2 separate regions of the Sus scrofa genome follow, and region 1 is linked to region 2. A link is a contact called in public promoter capture Hi-C data. All regions are on one chromosome and are shown on one strand. The core of a region is the stretch at or near the end of the contact, and the rest is flanking DNA. Distances in the headings are between cores, read along the strand shown. Region 1 holds the start of CD82 (CD82 molecule). Region 2 holds the start of TSPAN18 (tetraspanin-18).

The links. Promoter capture Hi-C pulls out the DNA fragments that hold promoters and counts their contacts.
Region 1: a contact with region 2 is called in a promoter capture Hi-C map of fetal liver, with 3 times the contacts expected there. The contact joins the promoter of CD82 here to the promoter of TSPAN18 in region 2. A contact is called at or near these places in 2 of 5 promoter capture datasets (fetal liver and liver) and 9 of 47 Hi-C or Micro-C datasets (embryonic fibroblasts, fibroblasts, heart right ventricle and 5 more).

Annotation. Positions count from the first base shown.
Region 1 is chr2:17,799,394-17,806,317 of Sscrofa11.1, forward strand. CD82 (CD82 molecule) reads right to left here and starts at 3,779. Exons shown (of 9, transcript NM_001145218.2): 1 at 3,621-3,779. LOC102166930 (a long non-coding RNA gene) reads left to right here and starts at 4,291. Exons shown (of 2, transcript XR_002341490.1): 1 at 4,291-4,685.
Region 2 is chr2:17,666,532-17,673,802 of Sscrofa11.1, forward strand. TSPAN18 (tetraspanin-18) reads right to left here and starts at 5,206. Exons shown (of 11, transcript XM_021083155.1): 1 at 4,919-5,206.

The sequences.
Region 1 (6,924 bases), core at 2,529-5,028, 130 kb after region 2:
GGCCTGTCCCACAGAGGGGTCCGGACTCTCCCCTCCCACCCAGCTCTCACAGAGCCAGCTCCTGAGTGTTTGATGCTCTCCGTGACATCATGACCACCCCCTGAGTTTCCCTGAGGTGGCGGAAGTGGGTTTAAAAGGTTTGGAACCAGACGTCAAGTGCGAGCGAAAACCAGGGGGTGCCAGCTGGTCCCAGATGCTCCCAATCGCAAGGAATGCTGGGGCCTTGGGGCCGCTCAGCCCTGGGCCGGGAGGGGGCTGTGTGGTCCTTAGGGGGAACGAGGGCTGGGTCCTCAGGGTTGAGGGGGTGGGAATGGCGGGGCGGGAGAGGAGCTTTGGAGCCACCATTCAAAAGTCTGAGGCACGAGAGAGGGGACTGCCTCACATTGTGGAAACTTCCGAGAAGCCCTGGAGGAACCAAAAATCCAACCCCCCGCATGTGGGAAATGTGTGCCCCCACTGGCTAACCTCTCACCCGGTCCTCCCCGGGCTGGGAGCAGGCGGGGAGAGCTGCAGGCACTTCTTCCCAGCCACCCTGCTCCCCATCCCACCACCCCGGCTGACAGGCTCGAGTTCCCTCCTCTTGGGCCAGAGGCCTCCTCCTTCATGGGCAAACACAGAGCCTTCCTGGGCCGCTCCCTCTCTATCACTTGGTAGCACTCCTCGCCCTCCACAGCCCTCACCCACCCAATCCAGCCACCTTCCTGAGCGCCAGCTATGTACTAGGGTCTAGGCCCGGTGGTGGGGGGCAGAAAGAAAACAGGGCACAAGCCGGGACACTTGTTTCCCCCTTCCCTCCGACAGTCTCTCCTATCCCCCAGCTGCAGACACCCCCAAAGCCCCCCAGGCCCCTCCTGCATCCCCATTGCCACGGCCGTCGGTTCTCTATCCCCTGACCACTGCGTCCTGGCCCCCATCACATGTGGTAGACTGTCTTTCCTAAAGTGCCACTTTGATTATGTCACTCCCCCGCTCACAAACCTTCAGTGGCCTTCACTTTCTAGAAAACGCATCCAAATATCTCACCTTGGCATTCAAGGTCCTCCATGAGTGGAGCCAACCTACCATCCCCCCTTGACATCTCCACCCAGTCCCATCTCTCCAGCCAGACTGAGAAGTTTCTTAAAACTCCCCCGAATATGCTGAGCTCCTCGCCTTCCCCTAGGCATCTTCCTCTGCCCCAGACATGGTCTTTGCCGTGGCTGCTGGAACCTTCGCAATCCTCAAGGTCCATCCCAAACTCCACCACCTCCATGGAGCTTTCGTGAGGATCCCTCTGGCCCTTTCTTCATTTATCTCCTATCAGAGGCACTGGTCTCCTTGTCTAAGCCCCTTACCCGACGGCCGACCACTGGGATGGGGTCAGAGCGTCTGGTCCATCATTCATCATGTGGGCGGGGGGATGGGGGGGAGGACTTTCCAGAAGATGTTTACCAAGCACTGTTTGAAATGAACATCTCCCCACACAGGCAACACCTTCTGACCCCCCTCCCTCCCCACCAGACTGAACTCTAATTAATCTTAAGCCACCCAAATGCTTGGAGAGGGGAGTCTGTGGCCCGTTAATCCAAGCCCAACTGGGACTTCCCAGCTGGGGCAGTAAGTCCTGCTCAAGTCTCACCAACTCCAGGAAGCCCCTTTACCCCAGACCCTGGGTTCTCCAGTGTCTTTCTTCACCTGAGCACCACCCCTCCCATATATACACACGCGCTGTCTCTGCCATACAGTACAGCCTCTGGATCAGACTCTGTCCCATAGAGCTTTCCACCAGGTTCCAAAGTGTAGCACTCACCTCCCCAGGAGATGCAAGGAACGAGCCGCCATTGACGCCCAACCCTGATGGAACAGATAGCAGGTACCTACACTGCCCCTCATCTCCACGCCGAGCCAAGCACGCAATGGAAAAGCTGGATTCGGGCCACCGGAGCAGTCCGAATCCATGAAATCTCATCTGGCCTTGAGCTCTGGGTGTGAGTTATTCTCTCCAGCAGAACACAGTGGGGATGAGGGCCTCACTGTCAGCAACTCAAAATGCAGGCAGAACCTGGGACTGGCTAGTTCACCTCTGTATCCCCTAGCTCCACTTAGTGTCTAGTAAGTGCAAAGTAAACATTTTTGGGGGTTTATTTAACTGGACACCTAACAACTGTAAGAAATATTACTGAAAACTCAGCTACTTGTACACACTCCCCAATCTGCAAATGGACAAAGTGATGCTGGTGGCAAATGGCAAGGTCTGGCTCTCATAAGGTCAGGAGGTGCTGTCACCAGCGTCTGGCCTCCAAACACAGCCTCATTCCCAGGCAAGAAGCCAGCCTATCACCTGCTCATCCACATCAGAGCAGCTGTCATACAGCGAGGCCTCGGTGGGTGCCTCGGAGCCTTGTTAAGCGCTTTACATGTATTCTATTTTTTTTTTTTTTTTTTTTTGCCTTTTCTAGGGCCGCTCCCATGGCATATGGAGGCTCCCAGGCTAGGGGTCCAACTGGAGCTGCAGCAGCTGGCCTACACCAGAGCCACAGCAACACGGGATCTGAGCCACGTCTGCGACCTACACCACAGCTCATGGCAAAGCCGGATCCTTAACCCACTGAGCAAGGCCAGGGATCGAACCTGCAACCTTATGGTTCCTAGTCACATTCGTTAACCACTGTGCCACGATGGGAGCTCCTACATGTATTATTCTATTAAGTCCTCACTACTACCATTGAGTATCATCACTACCCCCACATTACAGATGAGAAAACCGAAGCTTAAAAGGGGAGTGGAATCCAAAGGGCCCGTCCTTGACCACTGAACTAGGCTGCCCAGCTCCTAGGACCCTGGCACAGAGCACCTGCCACCACCAGGGACAGAAACCACCAGCCCAAGGAAGGGACCCAGGGCAAGTAGCAAGAGACATGGCTTCTGGGCTTGACTCTGGGCCCAAAGTTAGGTGGGGTTTTCCCTTGTCTTCCCCACTCACCCAGATAAGAATTTGTCCCCTAGTTTCTGCCGGGGGCCTCCCAAGCCAGCTCACCTGGAAAAGCCCTGGGAAGGGCCAAACACCCGCTGAGTTTCCCACCTCAAGTCTTAGTGGGCTCTCAGAGTTGGGGGGGGAGGGGAGGCTGATATCTCTTTGAATTCAGCCGCCCCCCTCTGCCCCCACTTCCCCAGACCCGTGGGTTTCAAGTCCCATCCGAGGAACTAGTGTGACCTTTAAAGCAATTCGCTTCACTCTTGCAGTGAGTTTGCTTTGCTCCGTGTCACTCTGCAAGGAGACAAACTCTAGTCTGGGCGGCGCGATCTGAAGACCTGTTGTGTCCGCTCTCATCTGCCAGCCTCACCTTCCGGAGTTTCAGTGAGAAAGGTTCACCTGGTTCAATCCCCTCCTTTTACTGGAACCCGAGAGGTCCAGAGCTAGGTGGGGGGACGCGCCCGGGGTCACACAGCTGGTGCACGGCGGAGCCAGAAAACTGGGGGTCAGGACCCGGGAACTTAAGCTCCTTCTCACCCACCAGCTGCCTTCGGGGCCCAACCTGTCACTTGCTCCGAGAAAGCTGCCCGAGCGGCCTCTGGAAGTTGGGGCGAAAACTAACTTTGCTCGCTGTTGCCGACAGGCCTCCCCCCCCTCAGTTTCTCACCTGCTGGCTCTGCTTTTTGCTCGGCGCTGCAAGCCCGGCGTCTCCCGCTCGCGCCCTGGTTAGCGTCTGACCGCGCAGCCCTGGGTTCGGTCTCTTGGTCGTCCCCCTCCCGGCGGTCGTCTGGGAACTCAACGGCCTCGGCCAGCCCCGCCCCTGAAGTGACCACGCCCCTTCGACACGCCCCCTCGGCCTCTGGACGTGGGGACCGCCAGCCCCGCCCCCACACCCTGCAGGAATGTGGCCTGGCACCCGGCCGGATCAGGCCCCGCCCGCTATGGTCTCTCCGCTCTAACCCGCCAGCCCCGCCCCGTGTCCCGCCGGAGGGGGCGGGGGCGGAGCTACACTCCTTGCCCCGCCCCACTACGGCCCCCAAATCGATCCCGGTCTGCCCCGCCCCAGGTCACTCTGGGGAGGGGGCCGACCCCTGGGCCTGCCTCCTGGGCCGGGTCCTCTGTGTTCCTCCGGCTCTGCCTCGATAAAGGCCTGTCTGGCCGGCTCGGCGCTCCACCCCTGCTAGGTGAGAAGCCCCGCTCGCAGCGGGACCTAACGGTCCCGCCCCTCCTAGGCCTGCCTCATCCTTCCCGTCCCTCCCTAGACCCTCCCTCCACCACCCCCACCGCCGAATCCCTCTTCTCTGGGTGTACCCCCGCCCCCTAGGTTGAGGCCACGCCCCAGCAACGCCCCTTCCCCGCTTCAGCGCCTCCCTAATCCTGCCCTGCCCTGGCAACCTTGCTCTGGGCGTGCAGGCCTCCGGGCCTTCACGCTGGCATTCCAGGGCGGGCGTATCCGGGTGCAACCGGGGAACGGCTCGGGAGCGGTTTGCGTTCCAAGTCCCGGCCTCTATCAGGAGGTGGCTTGGACCTAGGCACTTTTTCCAAATACTAACAGCTACCACCGATTGAACTCTCACCAGGGGCCTGCTCTATGCCAAGCCCTGGCTTAGAAAAATAAAAGAACTGGCCACTGAATTCGCACAACTCTATCCCCAAATGTTGCACCTATTTTACTGAGCAACCTGATGCTTAGATAAGGGAAGCCATGGCTTCTGAGTCTCGCATGGATCAGGTAAGCAGGATCCACCCCCTGGCCTTGAATCGTAGGCAAGGCTTGACGCTGCACCAGCTTGCCTGGACTGGCCCCTAGAGCAGTGGCCAGGACCAGCTACTTGTTGGGGCAGTGCTAGCAGACTGCCTGAGGTAAGGGAGGAGGCATAGCTTGAGACAGGGGTGGCAGGAGGGGCACCTGGCCCACTTCTCAGAAGCTGGTTTTCTTCTTGAGAAGAAGGGGCTTAGAATTAGGATGGGCTGCAAAAGGTCTTTGGCTGCGGTGCCCCCACCTGCCTCCTGGCCCTCCACACTCCCAGACCCCAGGGATCAGCCTCTGGTTTCTGCGTTATTCCAGAGCCATTCACCTGTGCAGCTGACAAAGCTCTTTCGCTCCCATTATCTCACCGGCGTCTCATAAGGACGCCATTGTGGGGAAGGTATGATTATGCTGATTTTGCCTGGGTGGGGTAGGGCAGGAAGCTGGACACCAGCCCAGCGAGGTGGTTCCCAAAGCATGGTCCTTGGACCAGCAGCAGCAGCAACACCTGGGAACTTGTTAGGAATGTGTGTTTGGGGGCCCATCCCAGATCTACAGAGTAAGAGACTGTAGGGGGTGAGCCCAGCTATTTGTTTTAACAAGACTTCAAGGTGAGTCTGGAGTTCTCTTTGTGGCTTAGCAGGTAACAAACCCGACTGGTATCCATGAGGATGCCGGTTCGATCCCTGGCCTCGTTCATTGGGTTAAGGATCCTGCGTTGCTGTGGCTGTGGTGTAGGCCGGCAGCTACAGCTCTGATTCGACCCCTAGCCTGGGAACTTCCACATGCTGCGGGTGCGGCCCTGAAAAACAAGGGGAAAAAAAAAAAAAAGACTTCAAGGTGATGCTGAATCACATTCAAGTTTAGGGGCCACTGTTCAGCAGAATGGTGAAGGAGTACAAGTGGTCGGAGAATGACAGAGACCAAGTGGCCTCCTGGGAGCCTTGTGACCCAAGGCAAGGCCAGGAAGGTACTTAACCTCTGTAGGGTGAGCCCTTAAAAGAGGAATAATAATGACACCCGTCCTGAGGGTGGCTGTTGAGGAGTCAATGTGATAATGTTCACGAAGTGTTTGTCCACTCTTGGACACGGCATGCTCCATAAAAAGAAAAAAAGAAAAAGTCAGGGGAGAGGGGCTGGAGAGTCCTCTAAGGCCAGTGATGTCCTCTACAGTCGTCCTTCCCAGAGGGACACCAGCTTTCCTGCAAGGGGACGAGAGCCTAACAAGGTCTGAGATGATGCTGATGCCGCTGGTCCAGGGACCACACTTTGGGAGCTACAGTCCTGTTCTATCTTGCGCTGGATTCCAGCTCCCCACCCAAGCCCACAACCCATGCAAAATGGGTGTCAAATACCTTCCTCTCCTACCTTCTCCAGATCCCTTCCTGAATGGCTGGAGGTGTGTGTGATGGTGATTGGCAGGTGGCAAAGCAGCTGGATTCCATCAGCCCCCGCCCCCAGGCAGAAATTAGATCCCATTAGTCCCAACGGCTACCCCTTCCTGTCCCTGTCATTCCAGATTAGAGATGGAGGCAGCTGTGGCCACAGAGAGGGCAGTCTGCAGGCAGCTTCTGGAATCTCGACCATATTCCCCCATCATCCTCTGCAGCCCAGGGAAAAGGGTTTCTTATAGGAGTTATAGCCTAGGGCACTGATCCTATTTTACAAACCTACCCTAACATGTTAATAGTGAAAAGTGAGGCCCACATACCTTATAGCTAATCATATAAAAGGCAGTAAAATAAAATGTCTATTTTCCTGACTTGAAAAATCGCCTTTATAATGATCAAGCAGGCCACGTTTATGAGACTGATGTCCAATCTACTGTGCTCACGAGGTACCTGAAGCCCACGTTGAAATCTGGAATTCTGAGAGTTCCCATTGTGGCTCAGGGGTAAAGAACCTGACGAGTATCCATAAGGATTTGGGTTCGAGCCCTGGCCTTGCTCAGTGGGTTAAGGATCTGGCATTGCTGTGAGCTGTGGTGTAGGTCACAAATGCAGCTCAGATCTGGTGTTGCCATGGCTGTGGCATAGGCCGGAGGCTACAGCTCTGATTCAACCCCTAGCCTGGGAATGTCCATATGCCCTGGGTGCGGCCCTAAAAAGAGAAAATAAATAAATAAATAAATAAATTTCAAATTCTTTTCCTCCTTGGAAGGCTATGCAGGAACATGGAGGGGGTATGGGGTGGGTCAGCCGTGACCCCAGCCCTCAGTGCA
Region 2 (7,271 bases), core at 3,956-6,455:
GGAAAAAGAGAATCTCATAAGGCACTCTGCACCTGGAAGATGAGCAAAGGCAGGGAGGAAGGGGCCTGATGGCATCTTAGGGAAGTTTTTCCTAGGGCTTTGGGCTCATAGGGTGTTTTGATAGGAGAGGAAATATCACAGACTGGATTTGAGCCCAGGCTGGAGAATCAGATGAACCTAGAATCAAACTGCAGTCCCACCCGTCACCTTCTTGATTTTTCTGAGCCCTACTTCCTAATCTGGAACATGGGGATAATGTCTGAGCGGAGGTGACAGGCGTGGTCTGGCTCCCAGCCAATGGGGAGCACTCCCCAAATCGTCTGTCACTGGCCCAGAGCACCGGCCTCGCTGGAGGTGCAGCCTGAGGCTGCCCAGCCAGGTTGGCTGACACAGCCCAGACCGCAGACCTGCCACAGACCAAGGGGCAGAACCCAGAGAGGGAAGCAGGGCCAGCCAGACACAGTGCAATGCAGCGAAGGAGCCAGATTATTTATGTTAAAGTCGAAAGTGTCTTGCAGGAGGACGGCCTTTTATTTGGGTGAATCTGCGAGTTGTTTATCAGCTTAAACTCATTATCCACACATATGGTCTTCGTACTATGGTTAAGGGTAGGAAACAAAGGATGGAAAGGAAAGGATGGGCAAACACGAGCTGATGAAATATCATCCCTCAAGTGCCAGAAACCAGGATATTTTCAGTGACGTCACACTGGGCTTCCTGCCACAAGGATGGGGCTATCATGAGCACACTCGCAAGATTTTAACTCAGGAGTCCCTCTGTGAGGCAGGGAAAGGAAGGGAGGGGGGGAAATAAAACAAAAACAAGGAAAGCAATTTGTTTCACTCGCCCTTGTCTTCATCTCAAAAGCAGACCCACCCACAGAGCCCCAGAATACCAGACCTGGAAAGGGTGGTAGTTGATCGCTCCCAGTTTACAATAACAGTAATAATAATAATGACAGTGATAATAGCGACTATTTGTTGAGCATTTACTACCTGCCAGGCACTGTGCTAAGTGTTCCACATGTTTAATTGCACTGCCATTTCATCACGATCTGATGAAGTGGTATTAGTCCCATTTTACAGATCAGGAAACTGAGGCACCAGAAGGTGAATGGTCTACGGTTACATGTTAATAAGTGGGAGAAAGTCAACACTCAAACCCAGGAAGCCCGGCTTCCTCACAAGGCTGCGTCTAAAGAAAGAGGGAAACTGAGGCCCAGAGAGGGGCAGTGACTCATTCGAGGTCTCACAGCTCCACTTGCCACAGACTCGGGGCTAGAACACAAGCGTCCTTCTCCTGATCCAGTGGGTCCAGTGACCTTTCCACTCCATCCTCTTGCCAATCAGTACGTGTACACACTTACGACCAGTGAACATGTTTCTGTCCTCTCTGAGTTGTTTAATTACTAATTAAACCAGCAGTCTTGGGTGCAGACAAGGGGCAAGGGTTGGACTTTAAGATAACAAGTGCTGAGATGAAAGACCTGCTTTGCCAGATGCAAACACTGGGGTTCATCTTCCTCTCCCCCTCTTTTTAATAAGTGTTTCACAATCTGCACGTGCGTGCACGCGCACACACACACACACACACACACACACACACTCACACTCCATCGGAGCGCTGATGCGGGTCCAAGGTGGCAGCCCGTGCAGCAGGAGGAGCCCAGGCTGGCGGGTTACTGAACGGCATCAGATTGCAAAAATACCCCATCAACTGCTCATCTGCTCCGGGGGACCGAAGTGCTGGTTTCCAAGCCCCCGCCTCCTTTGCTGTGTCCCAGCTGAGCATGAACAAATGTTCCTGATTTTTCCTTCCCAATGGCTGGTGAAATAGACCAGAAGAGCAGCCCTTTGCAAAGAGGGGTCCCTAAAGGGGCAGCCCAGCCACCACCGTTTACTCTTCCCAGGGCCAGATGGGCATCCAGAAAAAGGATGAGGTGCAAGTTTGGAGACAGAAATGGGGCTCCCAGCAGGAACAGCTCACTCGCACCACCCTCCATTCTCGGTCCGACGGAGGGTGGGTGCCTGGTCCACGTGCAGTGTAAGGGCTGCTTGGGGCAGAGCAAGGAGAGGCGGAAAGCAGAGCAGGGCTGCCTAGGGCCCTAAAACCTTACTTTCCTGACTTTAAGTTGCAAGGGCCCCAGAATCTCCCAGACCGACCCCCTCAGTTTACAGACTGGGAAAGCAGGTTCCAGAAGAAAAGTGACTCGCCTCGAACCACATTCAGAACCCCAAAGAGCTGGATCACAAATCTGCTGTTTCCTTCCCTTCCCAACCCCTCCCACAAACCCCTGCCATGCTCGCTTACCTTGACCCCCCACACACACACACCTGTCCCCGCCTGGCACCCAGTCCTCCAACCCAGCCCCACCCCCACCCCACCCCAGACCATTAAAAACTCATTCAGTAATTCAGGGAGCTGTTTTCAGGCTGACAAGGGCAGGTTTTAAAGGAGACGGGGTACTTCCAGGATCCATGCAAGGTGTCTTAAATCCAACTCCAGTTGAATCGATGCTACTAGAACGTGGCCTGGAACTTGCACTGAAATACCACCCTTTCAGCCTTGGGTTGGATAAAGATATCCCAAGGGCCTGTCCTTTGAATGGATTGGGGGACAGAAGGACCAGCAGACAGGGTGCCCAAGACTGGAAATATTGCTGCATCAGAGATCTCAGAATTTGCCTGCGAGCTGTGTGAGTTCACACATGAAGTTCCAAATCCACAGAACATCAGCAGGCCTCGGGGTCTCAATTCCATCTTCTCTTCGGGGCAGGTAGGGTGTGGGTGGGGGGCAGAGATGCCAGCCCTCAGGCCTCACCCCACCCTACCCCACCCACGCCCAGGTTCCCAGGGCAGGGGTTGGGGGCAGGCTTCCCTCAGAAGAAAATCTCAATAAAAACAAAACCAAAAAACCCTCCAGACAACTCCTTTTGTTTTCTGGCCCCGTGGAATGTCTTGAAGACAAATCCAGAGACAGGGGTTCTCCACCCTTTCCGCTGTCTCCTCCCTACTCGTCCTATTCTATTCGAAATAAAAAGCATGCTGATCTTTTTTTACGGCAACTTTTGGCCTAGAGCATCCAACAAACACAGCTGAGGGCTACACTGAAAGCAAGAACCTCAACTCTCTTTCAGGGGCCACCCAGTTTCCATCGCCTTTGCAGGGGACTCGGGGGACATGGGAGGAAGCGGGGGCAACCTAAGGGGCGAAGGTTTGCAGCCCAGAGAAAGAGGAAAACTTCCACTGGCCCCTATGAGGCCACCGCCTGCGTTCTTTGATTTGCACATTTGGACTCACTTGGGGTGCAGCAAGGAGGAGGGAAGGAGTTAGAAAGATGAGGCCACAGTCCCTTCAGTGTCCCTTCAATGTCGAACAGCCCCATGCATGACAAGATGAAGCTCTTCATAAACGCCAGCAGCCTGGCTTCCCAAGGCTTCGGCATGGATGCACAGACTCAACACACAGGGCCCCTGAGGTCACACAATGGGACCGGTAGCAGGTTTCCACCAGTCACCATGAAGTGACCAGATGAATGTGGCCTGCAGACCCCAGACCCCAGGAGGAGGGGCTCTTGTTGACTAAGAGATTTATTTATCACTTGAGCCTGGACTGCTAAAGTCTTTAAGGGACCCCCATCATCCCCGCCCTGTGCTTCCCAGTTTCTTTGAACCCAGAGGAGGGGACACAGCCCAAGACCCTCTTCCCACCCACACGAGAAGGGGATCCGGCCAGATCCGTGGAACAAAGGTAGGACTTTTACAAAAGAGGCACATTCTGCAGGCTGGGTTTCAGACTCCAAAGAAACCTCAAAAAGTTCATTCTCCCATCCACTTCCTCCACAGCAATTCGCTGTTGACGTTAAGTTCCCTTCCTTTTTGTTTTTCTGGGGGTGAATTTTTTTATTCACCCATACACCCTGCCAGCTCCCCCAAGAAAAACCAACTCCTGACGGCCAAGCTTTCCAGTACACAGCACAGTTATAACTGGGGGGTCCCAGCCTCCCACTCGGACCCTCTCCCCGATTCCGGCTGGGGGTGGCTGCTGCTCAGGGCCGGCCCAGCGCCTGTTGGGGCGCGGGGGGGACAGGGGCAGTCTGCGGTTATCTGTTCTGGATTTCGATGTATTTGTCTCTCAGGAACCGGGGCTCGTCTTCCTGTGGCCGAAAGGGCCAGGGAAGGGCGCCCCCTGGCGGGATCCAACTGACCTCAATTCAGCCGGGACCCAGGGCCGGCGCGAACCCACCCTTGCCAACCCGGCAAGCGGACTCCCACGGCGCCCCCTAAACCTGGACTTGCTCGAGCTTCGGATCCGCCGAGCCCCCAAGGGAATCTCCGCTTCCCCAGACCGCACACACCGCGTACGGAGTAAAGGGGGCCCCGGAGGAAAGCGTGGCGCTCCCGCCCCGCCCCGCTTCCTGGGACCCCGAAGGCGACCGGTTCTCAGTGCTCCTGCTGGGCCCGGCGATCCTCCGGCCCGGATCCTCCTTTGTAATCCCTAGTCCCAGCCTGCCCCCTTCCAGAGTGGCATGGTGCGGGGCAACGCTTCCCCCCACCCCAGGACGCAGCGCTCGCCGAGACCCCAACCCTGTAATCACACCTGCCACCCCGCCATTCTGCAGGCGCCCCCCATTCACCCGCCGGGAGCGCTGGGCTGGCGCTGCACCTGTCCCGGGGGAAGCCCCTGGCCCTCGGCGGATTCGGGGCAGGAATGGGGGGGCGAGCACGTCTCTCCTGCCCCCTCCCCGAGCTAGCTGAAGTAGAACTTGGTTCCCGGCTTTCCCCAGAACCGTCCTGGGGTCCCCCCACTCCACCCCCACCGCGCCCAACAGTCTCTCAGGGGGAGCGCGCTTGGGTCCTCAAATCCCCGGGGGCGCGGCGGCCGGGTGCACGGAGGTCACGGAGGTGCGGAGCTCCTACCTTCCAGCGGCAGCGGCCAGACCCCGCGCCAACTCCCTTCGGCGGCCGCGGGGGAAACTTTCCCTGGGAGGAGAGGCGCGCTCGCAACTTGCTCGGCGCCAGCTGCCTTCCCGGCGGTGGCGGCGGCGGCGGCGGCGGCGCGTCCGGAGACCCGCTGGCGCGAGGCGGAGGCGGCGGCGCTCGCCCGGGGCCGGGGCTTGGGCTCGGGCGGCCTCGCGCGGCTCCGCGGTGGATCGCTCGGCGCTGCGTCCGCCCTGCAGCCTGGAGTCCCCGAGACGCCGGCGGCAGCTGCAGCCGCCCGCCCGCCCGCCAGTCCGCCGGCCCCACCTCCCCGCCACCGCTCCGTCCCTCCCTCCTCCCCCCCCCCCCGGCGCTCCCTCCCCTCCCCAAACCTCCTCCCCTTCCCTCTCCAGTCGCCGCCGCCACCGCTGCCGTGGCGGCCGCCGTGAAGGCACGTCTCCTCCGGCCCGCTGCCCCTCGCCCCCTCCCTGCCTCGGTCTCCGCCTTCAGTCCGGCCACCAGGCCTCGCTCCGGGGGCCGCTGGGGCCAGCCACCCTCTGCCTTTCTCCCCTAACTTCTCCTCTGTCCGCCTCCCCGCTCTGCTCCCTGGCCCTCGCTTCGGGTCAGTTCTGGGGATCCGGTGGGGAAGTGGGGAGTGGGGCCGGCTAGATCGGAACATTTATTCCAGGCGAACTTCCACGCTGCCCCCACCTCCATAACCGGACTATGGGGCCGCGGGGGGATAATCCTCCATCTGGACCTTGGTCCTCGGCTTCCCGCTACCCTGGAAGTACCTGTTGAAAGCCAGCGGGATTCACCCTCCCTGGGCTGCTTTGGACTGTCGCAGATAATAGAGGATGCTGAAGGGGTTTGCAGCAGGAGGTGGGGGGCGCTGGGGGGGGGGTGCCAACTTCAGGCCAGATGCAGATGACCCGATTGTGTCTCCATCTCAGACCTTATCTTTTCATCTCTGTCCCTCGGCCTCAGTCACACATCCCCTCCCCAGCCACTGACACATGACTTCACCGAGCCATTTAACCTCTGAACCTATTCTGTGAAGCAGCTATTCCATCCGCCCGCCCCAGACAAAATGGACAAGTAAGCAGATCAAAGCAGACAGCCCAAGTGAAAGCGCTTGCTAGCCCCTCAGAGGAGAGGGGCTCGGGTTGCCCACTCCTGTTCCCTGGACAACAACTGTCTGAGTCCCAGCTCTGAAGCTTCCAGTTCTGGTGCCCGCCTGCCGGGACACTCAAAGACACACAAGCTCTGCAGGAGGCTCCTTTGGTCGACTGATTCTCACTAAGGAGTGAATGACTGATAGGATTTGAAAGTACTGCAGCCTTGGATAGGAATGCTCATGATGTCAGGCCACAGGGCAGCGTTTGCAGGCGCAGGAAGTGGCTACCTTTCCTTGCCCACATTCCCGGAAAAGGAGATATCCTTCTAAGACTTCGAGGATGTCTGGTCCTTTCAAGCATTTCACTGAGTAAATTGAGGTGGGACTAACAGAGTGTGACTGGGAGAAAAAACCCTGAATCCACAGGTTTTAAATGGACCCAGCAGGAGCAGTGCTTGCCCCCCCCCCCGGGGGGGGTGTCTCTATCCGTGCAATTTCTGTAGAAGAAGGACAAAGAAAACTTGAAAGGGCTTCAGGTTCCATATTTGCTTCTTCAGTTGCCAAAACAGGATTGGGGAAGAGGCTGACCCTTCTTGCCGAGAAGCCCCACAGGCTCTGCGTTTCTGGAATGCTGCTGGAAGAGGCCTTCTGTGTGGGCCTCTTTGGATGCAAGGCGCCACGTAAATTTAAGGAGGGAAAAAAATCATGAAGCCACAGGCAGGGTGCTGGGGGCCTGGGAGGTGGAGGCCAGAGGCATTGGGAGGGATGGACGGAGTTTCTGAGGGTCCAGGGGATTGGCAGGAGCAGGCAGGAGGAGGTGGGAGAAGGGACCCCAGGGAGATGAGGACAGAGCAGGTCAATTGGACAGTCCAGCCACCCAGCTGGGAGGACAGCTCAGTTCCAAGTCAGCGTTTCCCAGACCTCAGCCGTTCTGCAGCCTCTGTTGAAAATCTGGCCCTATCTGCACGCCAGATAAAACCATTTGCTTAATAGCTTTCTTTAAATCAACTCTGGGGTTTTTTGTTTGTTTTATCTTTTTTTTTTTTTAACTTAGATTCACTTGTTTTGACAAAGAAATGTTATATCACGACCATAAATGGAAAACTGGCACCGTGTTACTATAAATAGAAGGTAACCATAAAAATGAATACCATGAAAATAAAACAGTGTTATTAAATTCTAGCAATGTATATTTAACCACAATAAAAAAAAAAAAAATTCCGAGGAGCTACTGCT